Regions from separate parts of the Sus scrofa genome. Here region 1 is linked to region 2. Evidence: chromatin contacts called from public Hi-C data. All regions are on one chromosome and are shown on one strand. Each heading gives the region's core, a stretch centred on a gene start, on an enhancer-like site or on the middle of the called end of the contact. The rest is flanking DNA. Distances are from core to core; before and after follow the strand shown.

The links. A called contact is a pair of places that touch in the nucleus more often than the background predicts.
Region 1: a contact with region 2 is called in a Hi-C map of liver, with 6 times the contacts expected there. The contact joins the promoter of KIF4A here to the promoter of IGBP1 in region 2. A contact is called at or near these places in 4 of 47 Hi-C or Micro-C datasets (heart right ventricle, liver and skeletal muscle) and 2 of 2 datasets of contacts at active chromatin or transcription factors (alveolar macrophages and skeletal muscle).

What each region holds. Positions count from the first base shown.
Region 1 is chrX:56,317,232-56,323,201 of Sscrofa11.1, reverse strand. KIF4A (chromosome-associated kinesin KIF4A) reads right to left here and starts at 3,749. Exons shown (of 31, transcript XM_003360353.4): 1 at 3,617-3,749; 2 at 3,128-3,268; 3 at 2,906-3,020. The coding sequence starts at 3,247. PDZD11 (PDZ domain containing 11) reads left to right here and starts at 3,823. Exons shown (of 7, transcript NM_001001630.1): 1 at 3,823-3,896; 2 at 4,617-4,716; 3 at 5,138-5,221; 4 at 5,475-5,531; 5 at 5,835-5,933. The coding sequence starts at 4,630.
Region 2 is chrX:56,169,714-56,176,114 of Sscrofa11.1, reverse strand. It overlaps IGBP1 (immunoglobulin-binding protein 1), which reads right to left and starts at 2,342. Exons shown (of 6, transcript XM_001927370.5): 1 at 1,565-2,342; 2 at 889-1,182. The coding sequence starts at 1,755.

The DNA of each region.
Region 1 (5,970 bases), core at 2,500-4,999, 150 kb before region 2:
TGGATCCCATGTTGCTGTGGCTGTGGCCTAAGCCAGCAGCTATAACGACGATTTGATCCCTAGCCTGGGAACCTCCATATGCCATGGGTGAGGACCTAAAAAGCAAAAAAAAAAAAAAAAACAGCTAGGAAGTAAAACACTTAAAGATATGACAGATAATGAAGGTGGCCAAGTCATTGTCTAAAAGCCATTCAGAGCTTTATAATTCTACTTTCTGTCCACTTTGAACAATTCTAAATTGTGGGAATTAAAGGAAAGTCTTAGAAGCCGCATAAATAAAAGGAACTCCAACATGTGTCTCTTTGATAACAGAGTCTTCATTTAAAAAGGCAAAAAAGTTGCTTTTTACAGTCAATGGAAGCATCCACACCCTATTTGAACTCTCAGACTGCATGTGGACCATATTATCAAGCTCCTCATAGAAATGTCATCATTTAAATATGATTCAGTGTAATATATGTCCTTTGCTTTTTTTTTTCTTTTGGAAAGAACTTATTCGTCTAAATGAAGACCTTGATGTTATGGATGATCTTAAGATGTTAAATTGAGATTTTCACAGTCATAGAGTGCTATTATCACCTGGCATGTCTCTGGGGCAACAGAACATTCCATAATCTTCTGCAATACAATATATATGTATATATAGTAATAATTGAGGAAACCAAGTTTTGGTACTTTTTACAAACAACTCAGAGTGTTGTTGATTGAAAAATACTGGCTTTATCTCTGCAACTGAGAGCTATGTTAACCAAACATACATATATTGGAATGATTTTCTACTTTATATTGCCTCTAAAGACTATAATTTAATTCTTATAGTTTCCCAAGCTAAGAGTATGAAAGTAGAACTATAGTGCTCTTACTAAGCTATGAAGGTACATTCTGAGGAAGGTAAGATAAGGAAGGGTCTGGATACCACATTTTTTCAGAAATGGCTAAAGGAAAGGGGGATGATTAATTAGAAGAGACTTAGGCAGAATCAAATAATGGTCCTCCAAATATGTAAATAGGAAAAAGATTAACTTTATAGCGGAGAAGCCTGGCAGATATCATTTTCATCAAATGATCAAAATGAACATCAGCAGTAACACAACAAACCAAAATCATGTGCTGCCCAATAGAATTTAATGAGAATACAGCACCCCTTCTGTGATATTCCTGCTAAAGATACACAATTTGAATTCAATCATAAATAAACATCAGACAAACCAAAATTGAAAAACAGCTTACAAAGTAAATGGCCTGTGATCTTCAAAAGTGTCATGATCGTGAAGGTCAAAAAAAAAAAAGACTGAAGGAGTTTTAGAATGAAGGAGACCACAGAGGCAGTACAACTAGATACAGCATATGGTTTTGAACTGGATCGATTTTCTATAAAGGACATTGTTGGGACAAGTGATGAAACTTGAATGTGGTTTGAGGACTAGATGATAGTGATGTAGCAATGCTAATTTCAAGATTTTGATGGCTGTACTATAGTTATGTAGGAGAAAGTTCTTGTTTGTAGTAAATATACACTAAAGTATTCAGGGGGCCATCAATTTATTCAGGTCAACAACTTATCCCAAATGGTTCAGGAAAAAAAAGTTCTTTATGCTGTTCTTGCAATATTTCTGTAAGTTTGAGGTTACTGTTTTAACATTTAAGAAATTTGAAACAAAGTGTTCAATGCATCCTGAGCCATGACATCATTAAAAAAAAAGTGAAAGAAAAATATGCGAATAGCTGTTCCCTGGAAGAAGGTGTCTGTTTGTTTAGATGGATGAACTAACATCACTGGGTAGAAATTACCAGGAAGCGAATTTCATCTCAGTATAATCTAACACAATTAGAGTTGTCCAAAAACCAATCAAAAAAGGATCAATACAAGAAGAGGATATTACACTCATCAACATATATGCACCCAATATAGGAGCACCCAAATACATAAAACAAATACTAACAGACAAAAACCAATCAACAGGAGTAGGAGTCAGTGATATCCCTGTCCAAGAAAAAAAATGTTAACCAGATGTTGGAAGTTCACTTAACAGAGATATTGCTAGAAAGTATTTTTCTTAGGATGGAATGTTAGACTAGATGATGTACAAATGTCCCTTTCAACTTTAAGGGACTATTGTGCCTTGGTTCTACTTCTTTTAAACAGCCCTCTGCTCTGAATCCTGAATAACCTCTGTAGTAGAGTAACAATTAGATACCTCTCAGGCACTGCTCTTTTCTTCAGAACTTTGCTATGGTCTTCAATAACACCTTATTAATAAAGCCTTAGCTTCTGCAATAAATATAAATAAAATAATAAAGCCTTAGCTCCTGCAGTAAATATAAATAAAATAATAAAGCCTTAGCTTCTGCAGTAAATATAAACAAAATAGAAAGAGTAGAAATAAATAAAAAATACTCTGGCCAGAGTTTTTAGGGGCTTTAGGAAACCTCAAAGGTTTTAACTTTTAAAATATTTTTTCTTAAAGAGAGAAGTTAAACATTTAAAATTTCTTATGTATTTCTTCTGTATGTAGTCATCTACTTCCGCTCCTATCCCTGGACTTTGAACTCCTCGGGGCCATGGAAGATATATTATTTATCTCTGAATCCCTCAACAGGCTTTGCAGTGCCTGGGCCTCAAGTAGACTGGCACACTGATCTTCATCAGCACTCATCAAAGAGCTTTAGAATCTAATGATATGCCAGGACAAACAAACAAAAATGTATACAAGTCAAAGATGAGCAGAACCATAGAAAACAAATATAGTATAAAACTAGTTTCAAGGGTTCAGACAAGTGAGACTGAGTTCCTAGGCTATTGGTTTTTTGAGGGCAGAACTTATGTCTCATTCATGGTTGTACTGGCAGCACCTCATCATAGTGCCTGACACGTAGTGTATGCTCAAGAATCAAAGAGCCTCACCTTTAAATATGCCTTTTATGAGTGGTGCTACAGCTGTGTTGAAGACTTCCTCCTGTTCAGTAGAGGGGTCAAATACAAAATCGTAGGTAAAGGATTTATCAGTACCAACCACCACCTAGAGAAGACAAGGGAAAAGGAGTAAGAAAAAAAAGGCCAGACCACGCCCCTCACTGCCATTTGGCCCCAGCTGTTCACAGGCAGGCCCAGAACTTGGCTACGCACCTGAGGTTCCCCGGGTACGAAGGAAAGGCACATTTGGCAGCCCTCACTAATCTCTTTGGGGACCAGAGGGCGACATCGCAGTGCCACTCTTACAGGAATGCCCTTCACCTCTTCCTTCATGATCCTACCTCGGCACGGTCTCTGCAGGGGCAGAAAAAAAAAGATGCTCGGTGATGAATCTTGGTAGGTCGGCAGGGGTGGGAGAGTGTCGTCCCTCAGTCCTGGCCCTCCTCCAAGGGTGAGGTGGGTTAGGGAAGAGAGCGATAGCCTAAGGCGGCAGCCTCCGCCTCCCAGCGGGATCTCTGCCTCAGGAAAGTCACTGTCCCTCAGACCTGGCCACGACAGGACTGCCCTTTCGGCCAGAATGAAGAGAGCGAAGTGGCGTCTGAAATGGAAAGGAAAAGCCCAGAGGAGACGACGACAAAGAACCAAAGCCCCACGGTACCGGGAAAGGCAGATCCTGAACTAAGATGTGCCCCCTTAACTCACCAAACTGAACGTCCCTTCCCTCGTCTCCCGCCGCCCCGTCCCAACCGGAGCTTTAACCGCCAAGTTTCAAATCTGGAGGCGCCAGCCAATGGAAGCGCAGACAACCTGCGGGCCCAGCACGTACGCGACGCGCTCAGAAAGACGCGTTTGGGAGGGGAGGGCCCGCGCGTCGCACCCTGACCCCGCCCCTTTCCGACGCAGCCGAACATCCGCTTCCGGTTCCCAGACCGAATTGACTGTGAGCGGAACCTGAGGTGGCTGAGGCCTGCGGGTGGGAGAGGTAGTACGACGACCTGTATTGCGTCGTGTGCGCGGGACTCTAGCAGGATTCGGGTCGGGGATCTGGAAAGTGGCTGGTGGTAAAGGAAGGGTCGATCTGGGGACCTACGCCGTTACCGATCACATTAGAGAATGTGGGGCAGTGCCTTGCCCTCAGTCCGTGTGGATAGTTGGAGTGTGCGCTCCGTTGGATTTCCAAAGTAGTTACATTTTTTTTTCTTTCTTTTTCGGCCGCACTAACGGCAAATGGAAGTTGCTGGGCCAGGGATCCAATCCCAGCCGTAGCAGCGACTGTGGCAGTTACGAATCCCTAACCAACTGCGCCAGTCCAGGGATTGAACCTATGCCTCTGCAGCGACCCAGGCTGCTGCAGTCAGATCCTTAACCCCCTGTGCCACAGCAGGAACTCTAGTAGTCACATATTTTTTAGACGCGATCCTGATTTCCTCTTCTCTAGAATGAAGAGGGTAATATTTATTTTGCAGGAGTGTTGTGAGAAAGGAGATCACTTCTGTAGTGTATCTAACAGGTTGCTTGGCATCCAGATATTCAGCAAAGTTGATGGTTTTCTCCCTTCTCTCCCCAAATCTTTATCACCTAGAGGTGGGCTGGGCCTATAGACTGACAGCCTTAGGATAAGTTGGAATTAGTTTCTGAAACTTCTGAGCTTTTTTGCCTTTTGAACCATAGTCGTCAGTTTTGATTTACCCTTACATTCCAGGGCCTTAGTAGAGATGGACAGCCGGATTCCTTACGATGACTACCCGGTGGTTTTCCTGCCTGCCTACGAGAATCCCCCAGCATGGATTCCTCCTCATGAGGTGGGAACCATCTGTACCCTTGAGTAAGGGCTTTTTCCCATGAGCATGAGATGATACATGAAAGCTAGGATGGTAGGGTTAGAAAGCTCAGTGGAGAATTAATCTTAGTCAGCTGGATTCTGAGCATCTGGGTCCACTGAGATCTTCTTAGGGAAACCTGCCAGAGGCCATTTACACCAAAGAATTCTGGGAAATCCTTTCTCTTGAGGTAAAGAAATGGGGATCTACTGGGCTGCTAACATTTCCCCATGCTATCCATCTACCCATTCGGACAGTGTTATCTGTTCTACTTAAACTAAGTCCATGACTTCACATTATCCTGGCTTCAGGGTGATAGATTTGTGTTCTAGATGAAGGTAGATTGGTAGACTACCAGAAGGTAGACTGGTAGTAAGCTTTCTTGGGTTGCTGTGTCTTGCAGAGAGTATACCACCCAGACTACAACAATGAGTTGACCCAGTTTCTTCCCCGCATCGTCACACTAAAGAAACCCCCTGGAGCTCAGGTGAGCTTATGGAAAAATTGCCTCATATTCCCTGCTAGAACCAGGCCCAGAAGTTTGCCATGGTTGAGAGATGGATTGGGAAATAGCTAGGGAGGTAAAGAAACTTTTATGGACAGAAAAGCTGATACACCACTTCCATAACTTCTGACTTCTCTCCGAGGGACACAAGCCAAGCTATTGTACAGTTATGCTACTCAATGTTTTTGTGTTTGTTGTCTGTATTGAGCCCCCATTCTGTGCTCTTGTCTTACAGTTGGGATTTAATATCCGAGGAGGAAAGGCCTCCCAGCTAGGCATTTTCATCTCCAAGGTGCGTGTGCCTCATAGGCAATAATGGAGCCACTTCCTTTGTTATCAGATTGCAGAACCCTGATGTTCCAAGGGTGGGGAGAAGGATGATTCAGTAGACTCATAGAAGGGGCATGCTGGGGATACCCTTCTTTGCCCACTTAAAACTTCCCACTTGGCAAGCCACCTATTTACCTATGTTGTCTCTCACACACACACAAACACACACTTAAAATAGTGCCTTACATTTGAATAGGACTTAATTTCACTTACATTCTTTGAAATTATCCCACCTTTATTATATATATTCTGTCCTTTCCAACAGGTGATTCCTGACTCTGATGCACATCGAGCAGGACTTCAGGAAGGGGACCAAGTCCTAGCTGTGAACGATGTGGATTTCCAAGATATTGAGCACAGCAAGGTGAGCACAGGACTTGGTCTGTGGTGAGGCATGAAGC
Region 2 (6,401 bases), core at 1,093-3,592:
TCTAGCATCACCTAATTGCTTATAGTTGTTCTCCGCCTCAGCACTGTGCTCTTTAATGCCCCTGTAGCTTTACTTATGCTATTATCTTTGCTGGCTAAAGCCCTCCTTTCCTCTTCCTCTAGATAATACTCCTATGCATTCTTAAACAGCTCACCACAGGAGTCACCTCTTCAAGGAAGCCTTCTCCTCTCTCCTGCTCCCTCTTTGGTCAAGTGTCCTTCCTGTCTGCTCTCTCGGTACCTTCTGCATCTCCCTATCACATTGTTTTGTTTCTATGCCTACCACACTCTGTTTCTATGCCTCTTTTCCTCAGTAGACTGTATGCTCCTCCAAGGCAGAGACCGCCCATATTCATACAAATATCCATACCCAGTTTGTATCCCCAGGACTTAGCATAGCTTCTAAACACTGTGAGCACTCATTAAATATTTTCTAAAAACTAAATTAAGAGAGCAAGGTGTTCAAGGTCACATGATAAAGCTGTGCCAGGATGTTACACACCTGATCCAGTATTGCTGGAACAGAGCTTCTCAAACAATGGACCACAGATGGACTACAGCTACAAGATACTGTGCCCTCCAGATATACTTACCTCAGGGTACCACGTGAATATTGTTATGCTGCTACCTGAGAGAGAGTGGGAGACATTCTGCTATAAGCAATCGTAAGGTGCTAGGAGTCTGACGGTTAGATATGATCATCTCAACAAAGGCAGAGGCTTCTTGAAAAACTCAGGAGAGTTAGCTCTCACCATGGACTACGCTCAGTAAGAACCCAAAGAGTTTACATCAGTTTCCCAGCTCACCCCTGCCAGAAAAAACAAACCAAAAAAACATGCACCCCTCCCCTCCGATGGCACTGCCATTGAGCAGTCCTCAAATGACCCACCTCTCTATCTTAGCCTGTCTCTGAGATGCCATAGCAACGAGGCTAGGATAGGCCACGGAGGAATTAGCAGTGTTATTTTCTGCTGAGTTGGTCTTGGTTTTGGGCAGCTCAAACTCTGCCACATGATAGTATTGGCACTGAGTTAAATAGTTTGAAAAGTGTTCTCGAGCCCACTGCAAGTGTTCTAGACGTTTGCTGAGGTTGACTTGTTTCAAGGCGAACGCTCCTTGAAATGCTGGCACCATCAGGTACTTCAGGTCGGTGGAAGCAATCTCTTCCAAATCTTCATTTCGGCTGGAAAGAGCAAAGAGGAGGCTGTGAAGCCTGGTTGGGCATTCAAACTCCTCTCCTAGGAGGGGGGTGGGTGGGAGTGGGACAAAGGGAAAACGCACTGGGAACAGCTGCCGGCTTTCTACAATGAAAGCAGCTAGCTGAGCGCTCACGCCCAATGCCTATGCAAATAGCTGACACTAGGGAGCAGAGTCATGGGATCTTAACTATCTCGGAAGGGAGGTGGAGAATGTAAACAATGTACAAAAGATCGCAGTGGGAAATAGAAAGGAAAGGTTGCCGGTTCTAAAGTGCTCCTCCACCCCGGCTCAATGGCTCCACCCTGGGTAACCATTATTACCTGCGTTCTGAGCCGTTCTCAGCCGTTATTACCCTCTTCCCATACCTGAACAGGTCGAGCTGCGATAACATTTCGGCAGCCTTCTTCAGGAGGTCTAGTCCCTTGACCACTTTATCTTGGATTATGCGGGAGCCAGTGGGTTCAGTCGCTACTTCCACCTCATCCAGGAGCTGCTTGCTGGTTTCGAACAGTTCGGGGAGCCGCGGTAGCAGTAACTCATCTTCGGCTGCTGCCATCTTGAGGGAGGGAGGAACCCGGAGGATCTCACTTCCGGGGTCAAAGGCAACCTTGGTGGTAATGAGCTCGGAGAAAAGGGACAAAACCGGAAGGGGCACCGCATTGGTCCGGTAGCCCCATTGTTACACAAGCGGCTGAAAACTTCCGGAGGCGGCAGTTAACTGAGCCTAGCAACCGTTTCCACAGACTCATTTTACCAGGCTGCCTATTACAAGTAGTAGACATCTGTTACGAACACACACACGCAGACAAACAAGCAAACCCTAGGCGCCGCTTTTACGCTTGGCTCCTCGTCGCCACCCCGGGCTGGAAAGAAAATTTTCTTGTGGGCTCTGAGGCCGAGACCGAATAGGGAGCGAGGGCGGGCGCGCTCCATGAGCTGGCCAGTCCTGCGCCTTACCTCGCAAGGTGCTCCCTGGGCTAACCGGCCGGGACGGCCGGGGACTTGGCCTCCGCGACGCTCGCTCGGTGCGCAGGTCTACGCGTCCGAGCGCGAAGTGAGAGTAGCGCCCCCCTCCGGCTTCCGTCCACCCAGCAGCCGGAGAGCTGGGTTCCTCCCAGCCAATCCTCGTCCGCCCCCTTCCCAGTCACCCCTCCTACACACCACACCACACACCCACTCAAAAGTTACTTCCTCCGTGAAACCTTCCTTGAGCTCCTCTCCCCTGCCAAGTCACAGAAAATTTTCATTTTCTCTGCATCTCTATCAGAACACCTACCACTATTTCCGCTAGTGATTTACAAACCTATCTCCTGTGCCAGAATATTAATTTTTGCACCCCTCTGGCACTCATTAAGTGCCACAAACGTGAGCCTGATATCACCTGAATAAAAAATAAGTGATAGCTTTGGAAAGCAGCCCAGTTACACAGAACTGCGCTGCTTAATATGGTAGCCACTGGCCACATGGGGCCATTGAGCACTTGTCTGCGGCTCTTTTGAACTGAGATGTACTGTAAATATCAACTATACACCGGTTTTTGACAACTTATTATGAAAAAATATGAAGTATCTTAATTTTTACACTGACTACATGTTGAAATTCTAATGTTTTGTATGTATTGGGGTAAATATATTATTAAAATTAATTTCACTTGTGTATTTTCACTTTTTTAATGTGCCTACTAGGAAACTTAGAATTACATATCAGGCTCACGTTTGTGGCTCATATTACATTTCTATTGGACAGCGCTGATGTAAAAATATAATTCCAGGACTTTGAAAGAAGGGACCACATTCCTTTGAACAAGTCAATATAAATATATACTGATTACCTAAGGACACCCCCGAGGTATCCTAGGAGAATTAAGTAAAACACATGCTACCTGCTCTGGAAAATAAGCTTTTAAAACTAAATATATTTTAACTATCATTGAGAAGAAAAAATTTTCCATGTAAAAACAACTAGAGGGCAATATAGGACAGTATATAACTGGAAGATATGCTGTATTGCACAGGTTGTTGGAAAACCAAGAAATGACAAGAAGTCATTCTATGCCAGGAGTAGTCAGAAAGCTTCAAAGACATGACATTAGGTCATAGAATTTCAAAGTTGGAAGGGGACCTCAAAAATCAGAGGAAAAAGCTGAGACCAGATAAGTTAAGTGGCTTGCCCAACCAGTTGTCACAAAGCCAATGTCTTGCAGGTTCAACTGTTTTTACTCCATCCGTCTTAAATTGAGTAGGATTTAAAAGAATGGAGAGGCCTTTTATGTGGGACAGAAAGAAGCCCCAAGCTAAAACAGCGCTTGGCAAGAAGGAGAGGAGAGTGGGGCATAAGTGTGGGTTGAAAAAGCTTCCCAGGTGATTCTAATAAATCTCTTGCAATCTGCTTTAGAAGCTGAGGAGGAAGGGAGGCTCTGTCAAATTACCTATTTGATTTGTCTAGCACCTCTAATGACTCTAATAAACTGAACTTTCAGGGTCAGCCTTGGCCAGGAATACAAAGAAGAAAGATGGTACTTGTGGAGAAGAGTTAGAGAGTCAGTAATTGAGAGACTAAAGATAATTTGTTCTCGCACATTTGTTTGGATTATGACACAGCATTTACTATTACCTAAGAGAAAAAAATAACATGCAGAATTTGAATTTGGTCCTGAACTTTGTAAGCCATTTTTCTATGGCTTTCAAAAGGACAGTCTTCATGAGGGTTGCCAATTACTTTCAGTGTATATTATATAATCAGATTATCATTTCAAATATTGCATTGCATCTTATTTTGAGATAATACCAAGATTAAAAAGTGGTTAGGAAAAAAGAAATAAGCTGTTTATTGTGCCTCTGTGTGTAAACATTTTTATCACATTAAATCCCTGTTGTGTATGGGAGTTTTTTTTTTAAATCTTGGTTTAGGGGAACTAGAAGGGCCCTTAGAAATCTTATAACGGTATTTAAACTTTTCGTGGTAGCAGAACTCTTTTTCCAAACCAAATTTTGGACAGGTCTATAATTTCTAAAAGGGCTGCTGTGTTTGAAGTGGATACACAGAAACCTGCTCTTTTCCCCAATTTGTGCAGTGGTACCCAAGGAACCAAAGCACCTCCCTCACTTCAGGGGATTCAAAGGGTCTAAGTAACACAGTATAGAAAGCACTAATCTAATGCAGTCCCCCCATTTAGCAAGTGAGGAAACCAGGGCCCTGAGAAGTTAGGTGACTTACCCAAGGTCACAGAGCTAGAGCAATGACTAACTGGGCAACAGTATACAGAGTGAGTTGGAACAGGGAAAACCCAGAGTCCAAGAAAACAGTAGGAAGCATCTTAAGAAATGAGATGCATCACTATAGAAATGAGATGACCTTTCAAGTATTTCCTGTTGTGACTCACTGATCGAATTGATAGATGTTCATTTGTCATGTGTGGATGAACACAGATTTGTTATCTTAGATAAACTGTGTGAATTATGAGAAAAATGTTATAATAGACCCTTTCCTGCCTGTCTGAATTGAGGCACTTGGTAGGTTAGACCTTCTTTGCTCTACTGCTGTTTTGTCTTGAGTGAGTAATATTCTACTGATATTTGTACCTGTACTGCCAGCAATAGCACTAGATGAGATCAAATTGTGTGCAGTGCATAGCCAAGAGCAGGCTGTAAATTGCCAAGAATTATTTATGGAATAATGACTTAATCCTTAGTGTTCAGACTATCTTCACTATTTATGAGATTTGAATTTGCCTGTCTAGTAACAAGAAGTTCATTAAGCCATGAAAGGAAAAACTCCAATACAATGAAGACTGAATTAAATGAGAGATTTAAATTCCTACTTTTATATCCAACTCTGAGGAATGTGGAACTTTATGACCTTGCAGAAGTCCCTTCCTTCCCTCTTTACACACCTGCTATATGCTACCTGAATCCTAGGCACTGGGATTCAACCAAGAACAAGACATTGGGTTTATGCCCTTAAGGGGCCCAAAGTTCAGTGGGCAAGACAGGTAAACAAATAATCAAATAGGAATTTGTAAAGAATGGAGGGAACAACTTTGGCCCTGAGGGGTGCATTCTGCTAAAGGTCAAACTCCATACCTGACTTTCTGATCCTCTGATCTGATGCTGACATCCTCTTCTTCCTGTTCCCCCACGGATTTAAGCTCCACCTTTAGCAAACTCTCCTAGTTTCCCAAAACTCTCCTAGGTCCTCTCAGGCCTTCATGTCTTTATATGGGTTGTGCCTTCTGCCTGCAATGTCCTTCTCTCCCTCATCTGCCTGGCAAATTTTTATTTAGTACCTATGACTTAGCTCAAGGATCACTTCCTCCAGGAAGCATTTCCTGATTGTTCACCTGCAGGCGAAGTGCCCTCTTCTCAGCTCTTACAGCACTTTATTCATCTCCCTATGATAGTACTGGACTATGGTTTTATTTCTCAACAGCTGTCTCTCACTAGCCTTTGAGCTCCTTCAAGTCAGTAAAAGTGTCTCATTCAAACTTTATTTAGCTCAGCCCAGCATCTGATACCTATTAAATGCATAATGTTACATAACAATATCTTCTCTGGGTGCTCACTTCCCACTAGGTGACTATACTAAGTATTTTATATGCATTTTATCAATGAATCATTACAACTGCCATAAGAAATAGGTGTTGTTATGCTCTTATTTTACAGATGAGGCAATTACGGCTTAGAGAGGTTAAAGTAACTGGCTCATTATGCTGGGATTTGAACCCAACTCCATTGAATCCAGATCCTATTCTAGAGCCCTTTTTAACCACTATATTATATTACAAAAGAGGGGGGAAATTAAAGACCTAGTGAAAAACAAAAGAGGAAATGAAATGTAACAGATTTGTGCTAAAAGGTAAAAGGAAGTGGAGTTTCTGGCGTGTCCAGGGGGTTAGGAATCCGACTGCAGTGGCTCAGGTCACTGAAGTGGCATTCGTTTGATCCCTAGCCCAGCGCAGTGGGTTAAAGGGTCTGGCGTTGCTACAGCTGCAGCTTGGATTCAGTCCTTGGCCCAGGGACTTCATGGTGTGGCCATTAAAAAAAATGATAATAATAAAAAATAATAATTAATAATTAATAATAAAATAAAAATTCAAAACAAAAAAATAAAATGCATATCTGAGGACTCAAAAAAAAAGGTAGAAGGAAGTAAGGCTGAATTAGTGGGCTGGCCCACATTATGAAGGATGTACAGTCAGCCAGA